Regions from separate parts of the Callithrix jacchus genome. Here region 2 is linked to region 1. A link is a contact called in public Hi-C data. All regions are on one chromosome and are shown on one strand. The core of a region is the stretch at or near the end of the contact, and the rest is flanking DNA. Distances in the headings are between cores, read along the strand shown. Region 1 overlaps SYNPO2 (synaptopodin 2). Region 2 overlaps SYNPO2 (synaptopodin 2).

Region 1 (3,407 bases), core at 511-3,010:
GTCTTGTTTTAAATGACTTAATTTCTGCATCAGTTTTTGCACAGTTAAAAGGGTCACAAGTCAATTTTACATTTCTTCAAGATTTACCCTTATTCTTGCTTCAATTAAAGTAACATTGTATTTTCAAAATAGCAATACATTTACAAACAAATCTGTCTAGAAAACTTTGTAGCTAGAGTTTCTTTATGTATTTACAATAATGCCATTTTTTGAGTTATAACTATTATTGATTCAGTACCCTCAGTGATTAATTCTGTGTTTTTAATTTACATTAATCTAGTAGCTGTGAATGAAAAGATTTGGGGAAGTTGTCGGGGTTAAAAAAAGATAAAAGAGAAAGAAGAAAACCTCAATAGCTAAATCCATTACATTAAAACACTTAGAAAAGTTTAAAACATCTTCTTGGGACACTCGTCCCTTTTTAAGATACCTGGAAACAGTTTTATGCTGACATTTCATTTTAAAATATAGAAGTATGAGGTAGGTCTTATCTTGTTTTTCAGAAAATATTATGTTTTTAGATTATGTTCTTCTTAATTCTAATTTTATCCTATTAATTGGCATGTAATAGCCAGTTTTTATTATTAAAGTGGAAACATCTCTAGAGAAACAAGTGTATGAAACATATATTCTAATCAGCATATACAAAATGTTTTTATATAAACAAATAGAATATGGCATTGTTGAGTGTTATATAGAGAGTATATATATTATTGTAGAAGAAAAAAAGTTAAGAGAAATAAGAAAGAGAAATGAGCTGGATTCCTTCAAAATTCAGTACCCAATTGTAAGTTTTTACATATTTATTTTCCCCCAGGAGAGTTCATTTCTGAGCTGCTATGGTATCTTCCCTGAACTCATCAGCTCAATATAATTTTTTTTTTACTTTCCCTAGGGCTCAGGAGGAGTGAAAGCCTGTCGGAAAAACAAGTGAAGGAAGCAAAATCTAAATGCAAAAGCATTGCCCTTCTTCTAACAGATGCTCCCAACCCCAACTCCAAGGGGGTGTTGATGTTTAAGAAGCGACGTCGGAGGGCCAGGAAATACACCCTAGTTAGCTACGGTACTGGCGAGCTTGAGCGAGAGGCAGACGAGGAGGAAGACGGTGACAAGGAGGATACAAGTGAAGTAGCATTTCTTGGTGCAAGTGAGTCAGAGGTGGATGAAGAGTTACTGTCTGACATTGACGACAGCACACAAGTTGTGAACTTTGACTGGGATTCTGGACTGGTGGACATTGAAAAGAAACTGAACAGAGGGGACAAGATGGAGATGTTACCAGACACCACAGGCAAGGGAGCCCTCATGTTTGCCAAGAGGAGGGAGAGAATGGATCAGATCACAGCCCAAAAAGAAGAGGACAAGGCAGGTGGAATGCCAAGCAGAGAACAAGATGCTGCCCAGACAGATGGCCTGAGAACCATGACTTCTTACCAAAGAAAGGAGGAAGAGTCGGTGAGAACGCAGAGCTCTGTGAGCAAAAGCTACATCGAGGTGAGTCATGGTCTTGGCCATGTGCCCCAACAGAATGGCTTCAGTGGGGCATCTGAGACAGCAAACATCCAGAGGATGGTTCCCATGAATAGAACAGCCAAACCCTTCCCAGGGTCTGTGAACCAGCCAGCCACCCCCTTCTCGCCAACCCGAAACATGACGAGTCCCATTGCTGACTTTCCTGCACCTCCACCTTACTCTGCAGTCACTCCTCCCCCTGATGCCTTCTCCAGAGGGGTATCAAGTCCGATTGCTGGCCCAGCACAGCCCCCTCCATGGCCTCAGCCTGCCCCATGGTCCCAGCCAGCCTTTTACGATTCATCTGAGCGAATAGCTTCCAGAGATGAGAGGATCTCAGTGCCAGCAAAAAGAACAGGAATATTGCAGGAAGCCAAAAGGAGAAGCACGACAAAACCCATGTTTACTTTTAAAGAGCCCAAAGTAAGCCCAAATCCTGAACTCTTGTCACTCCTTCAAAATTCAGAAGGCAAACGGGGCACTGGAGCTGGAGGTGATTCCGGACCGGAAGAAGACTACCTCAGCTTGGGAGCAGAGGCTTGCAATTTCATGCAAAGCACCTCTGCCAAACAAAAGACCCCACCTCCTGTTGCTCCAAAACCTGCAGTCAAGTCCTCATCCTCCCAACCAGTAACTCCAGTTTCCCCAGTCTGGTCTCCAGGAGTGGCTCCCACCCAACCTCTGGCCTTCCCCACATCTGGCCCATCAAAGGGCACTATTGTCTCCTCCATCAAAATAGCCCAGCCTTCTTACCCTCCTGCCCGGCCTGCAAGCGCTTTAAACCTGGCTGGTCCCTTCAAAGGACCACAAGCAGCAGTAGCCAGTCAGAATTACACACCCAAACCAACAGTTCCCACACCAACAGTCAATGCTGCTCAGCCTGGTGCAGTGGGACCATCCAATGAGCTTCCAGGAATGAGTGGGAGAGGAGCTCAGCTCTTTGCTAAAAGGCAGTCCAGAATGGAGAAATATGTGGTCGATTCAGACACGGTGCAGGCCCACGCTGCTCGAGCTCAGTCCCCCACTCCATCTCTCCCAGCCAGTTGGAAGTACTCCTCCAATGTCAGAGCACCTCCTCCTGTGGCTTATAATCCTATCCACTCCCCCTCCTACCCACTAGCTGCTCTCAAGTCTCAGCCATCAGCCGCACAAGCTTCCAAAGTCGGCAAGAAAAAGGGGAAGAAACCGCTCAATGCACTAGATGTCATGAAGCACCAACCGTATCAGCTCAATGCATCCTTGTTTACTTTCCAACCTCCAGATGCAAAGGATGGCCTCCCTCAAAAGTCATCAGTCAAGGTCAATTCAGCCCTGGCCATGAAGCAAGCTCTTCCTCCTCGGCCAGTGAATGCTGCCTCACCTATGAATGTGCAGGCCTCGTCAGTGTACTCGGTACCAGCCTATACCTCTCCCCCATCCTTCTTTGTAGAGGCCTCCTCACCAGTCAGCGCATCCCCAGTGCCTGTGGCCATTCCCACCTCGCCAAAGCAGGAATCAGCCTCTTCATCTTATTTTGTGGCACCAAGGCCAAAGTTCTCAGCCAAGAAAAGTGGTGTCACAATTCAGGTGTGGAAACCATCTGTTGTGGAAGAGTAATCTTGTAGCTGAAGTTGAGTGTCCACTTTGCCTGAAATGAATTGTTTGCAGTGTTACTTGAGTCCCTGAGAATGCCTAGCAAAGTCCTCAACTTACTTAATTTCAGATATGTCATCTCCCAATCTGGGTCCAAGGAGTAAAATGTTTTTAATGAGTGAAAAATCCAACTCAGATTGACCTAAAATATATTTATCTTCTTTGCACACTTAAAAAAATCCAGGAGCACTTCAAAATAGACATGTACCTTTTTATTAAGTAAGCAGGATACTTAGAATTTATGTAATGGCCACAAGAAAGAC
Region 2 (3,407 bases), core at 635-3,134, 41 kb before region 1:
CCTATGGGCATCTCAAAATGGAACAGAAAGTCCCAGTGGGTCACGTTGTCCATTCATATGCACTGCGAATGTGTTATATGTCTCACTCAATAAACCAACACAGTTTTGCTGAATTATGCTGAGTCAAAGTCTTCTTTAAATCTTATTATACTTATCACTGTTCTAGGCGAAACTGCAAACAAATAAAACGTCTAATGAGTTATTTTTGGACACCTAAATGGAAAATGTTAAGTGATTCCTCAAGTTTACAAAACAAGTTAATAAAGGTAGAATAAAAGAACTATAGTCTAATAACTTTCCTCTAAGACTACAATGAAATTTATTTTATCTCGTAACATAGAATATCCCATGTAAGGAACATGAAGGAGAAATTGGATAATATACTTTTCATTCTTTAGAATTTCACTTTGATGCAGATAAAATTGCATTAGTTATTTTTAATTTTACTTTCTTCACTTACTAAAATGCCTAATATGGGCCAGTCATGGTGGCTTATGCCTCTAATCCCAGCGCCTTTGAAGGCTGAGGCAGGAGGATTGCTTGAGTCTAGGAGTTTGGGATCAGCCTGAGCAACACAGTGAGACCTCATCTCTACATAGAAGAAAATTCACTGGGTGTGGTGGTGACTGCCTGTGGTCCCAGATATTTGGGAGGCTATTTAGGATGATCACTTGAGCCCTTGAGGTTGAGGCTACAGTGAGCAGATATCACACCACTGCACTGCAGCCCATTTAAAAAAGAAAAGCCTCGTGCGGGCCCGAATCACTGCTTCTAGATCTGCTTCTAGAGTCTTTTCTTCACTTAGTACTGATACATCTGAAAGTAGAATGAGAATTGTATTGCTATTTAAGTATATTAGTAGTGTTATTACTGTGTTCTGTTTTTGTTTTTAAAATTTATAATCACCTACTCTATGTCTGTCTTTTATACCTTTCCTATATTCTTCAGAACATATAAGATGTGTATAATTATCATAACCTTACAGAAAAGGAAAGGGACTCAGAAATATTCTGTAACATGTGAAGTACTTAGTTCAGAGTCTGGCAGGTAACAATCCTCAATAAATATTAACGTTATCATTATTTTTCCCAAACCCTCAGAGCTATTAGATGGCAGCATTTGAGCTCAAACTCAAATATAACAACATGGTTTTTGCTGGTATGCACATGTATTGCCTCAATTTTCACACCTGATTCCATGAGCAGAAAAGTTATTCTAGTCCTGTTTATTTGAACAGCTAGAGCAAATATTGCTTACGCTATATTTATTTGCCAGTATCTCTAACATTAATTTATGTGAATGCACACCGGCATATTGTATTTGCTCAATTTTGGTTTTGATTTTAGGTTTTAATATTGTCTACTCTCATGTTTTTATGAAAACCAAGAATTTAGCAGCTTTTTTTTTTTGCCTGGGGATGAGAAGAAGGTGTTAATGGTGAAGCAAATAAATGTGAAATGAAACAGTCCCACTCCAGGGAAGAGCAGGAAACCTCCCTAAAAGCAGAGGTTCCCAGCACAACCTTATATAGCAGGTTGAGCAAAACCTAACTCTAAAAATAGGGCTTGCTTTCAACTACAGGACGGCACATTTGGATTCTGTTTTGCTTCCAACTGGAGTGTCAGAAAGTGCATCCAATATTTCCTTTAGAAAAGCCCCATGGAGTTTCTCTACCTATGAGTTATTCTGAAAAAAAATCTGTGAAAATGTGGACTTTTAATTTTGTTAATAAATGGCTGCAGCTTTCATTTTGGGAGAAATTCAGCTGATATTATGATGAAGACTTTCAGGCCCAGATGTCCAGTGTGCTTTTGCTCCATTAACACAGTCATGAGGGCTGCAGGAGCCTCACGCTTGGCTCTGCCCAGGCACAATGCAGGCATCTCCGTGAAGGATGGTGGCTGAGGAGCCTCCCTAGGAAACATGCACCTGCCCTCACCACAAAGCCATGGAATCTCTTCAGTCTTAAGGGTCTCCACGTCTTGACAGAAGGTTCAACTTTGATGAAAACTTCTTTGGAAGAGCACCCAACTGGTACTTATAGTGAGCAGCAGCAGGTCTCACAGTTCCCTTTTTCAATTAAAACAACAAAAAAGAACAAGGTGATCACACAAAAAACAAGAGTCGTTGAATTAGGCCAGAGCTAGGCTTTGGAAATTGAATTTAAAGGTCCAGAACCAGGAAGCTTAACTGCAGACTTCAATGTTTAAACACAGGGGAGTTGACTTGGGAAAGCATCCGAGCTTGGTTCAGGCTGCAGTCAGCTGCTTTAGCCTGGTCCCCTTGCCAGAAGAACCTGAATACATTTGAAAGTGTCAGGCCCTGGCTCATGATTATGCCTGTGGATATTGTACCCATAGCTTGAGAGGAGATGATTGTCATCTGGGGGAGTGAACAGCATGTGAAGATGTTTCTGGAGTGTAACTGGGAATAGCTAAGGCTTTGACAAGCTTAAGGCTGAGTGAGAGTCAGAGCCTCAAACTGTGACTCAAATGGGCATGTGATTCTGAACTTGTTTGCACCATTCTCTAATGGTTTCATGTGTGATTATATCTCCCTAGCAAGCCTGAGAGCATCTGAAGACAGAGAGCATGCTATTTTTGATTTCCCAAAAGAATCTGCCAGAGTCACGGACTCGTTTTATTGACTGACAGTCACTGCTAGCAGTGACTTCAGCTGCAAATAAAAAAACAATTTGTGTTCTGAGTAATAAAGGAATGTGTCATATAGTCACGCTTCTGTGGTGTATCATTGATTCATTATGACAGAAATAGCCCATGAAGCAGACATAAGCCAAATGTACACAGCATCTGGAAACCCTGTGGCAGAGACAGAAGAAATAAGTGGATGCGTTAAGTTAGGGACTTGGTAGCGGGGGCCTAACTTGTGTTCAGGCAGGGACACAGACAGAAGCTTTCCAAGGAGACAACACCAAGAGTCCCTGAGAGTAAGCCCTGAGGCTGCAAAGACCCCTGTCTGTCAGTAGGCTAATGCGCTTCACACATTCATGTATTCTCTAATTCATATGTTAAATCTTTCAGAATACAAAGATGAATATACATGGCTTCTGCCTATAAAGTGAGACATACCTATAAACAGATACATTAAGACCTCAAACACAGTACCATATGGCAGTGAGATTTAATGAAAAGGGGTTTCATGCAAGAGGGAAAGGGAGCTGGCTTTGCATACAGGTTTTATAATCTATTATTGGCTGTATGACTTGGATTTTTTTTTTTTTTTTTTTGATGGAGTCTCTCTCACCCAGGCTGGGGTGCAGTGACGCAATCTCGGCTCACTGCAACCTCTGCCTGCCAGGTGCCAGGTTCAAGCAATTCTCCTGCCTCAGCCTCCCAGGTAGTTGGGACTGCAGGTGTGCACCACCATACCCAGATAATTTTTAGTAG

What was found. Hi-C and Micro-C count contacts between places; a contact is called where the count stands out from the background.
Region 2: a Hi-C map of skeletal muscle shows a contact between it and region 1, with 4 times the contacts expected there. The contact joins two enhancer-like sites. A contact is called at or near these places in 2 of 3 Hi-C or Micro-C datasets (both in skeletal muscle).

What each region holds. Positions count from the first base shown.
Region 1 is chr3:78,523,199-78,526,605 of calJac240_pri, reverse strand. It overlaps SYNPO2 (synaptopodin 2), which reads left to right. Exons shown (of 5, transcript XM_002745445.6): 4 at 896-3,078. Among named protein-coding and RNA genes, the nearest start is that of MYOZ2, 95 kb to the right of the region's middle. Within about 2 kb of position 1,760, at least 2 of the 16 cell types and tissues checked have an H3K27ac peak or open chromatin away from gene starts, as enhancers often do. A contact at or near this core is called in skeletal muscle, where this site is marked.
Region 2 is chr3:78,564,463-78,567,869 of calJac240_pri, reverse strand. All of the region lies in intron 1 of SYNPO2 (synaptopodin 2), which reads left to right. Among named protein-coding and RNA genes, the nearest start is that of SYNPO2, 100 kb to the left of the region's middle. Within about 2 kb of position 1,884, at least 1 of the 16 cell types and tissues checked has an H3K27ac peak or open chromatin away from gene starts, as enhancers often do. A contact at or near this core is called in skeletal muscle, where this site is marked.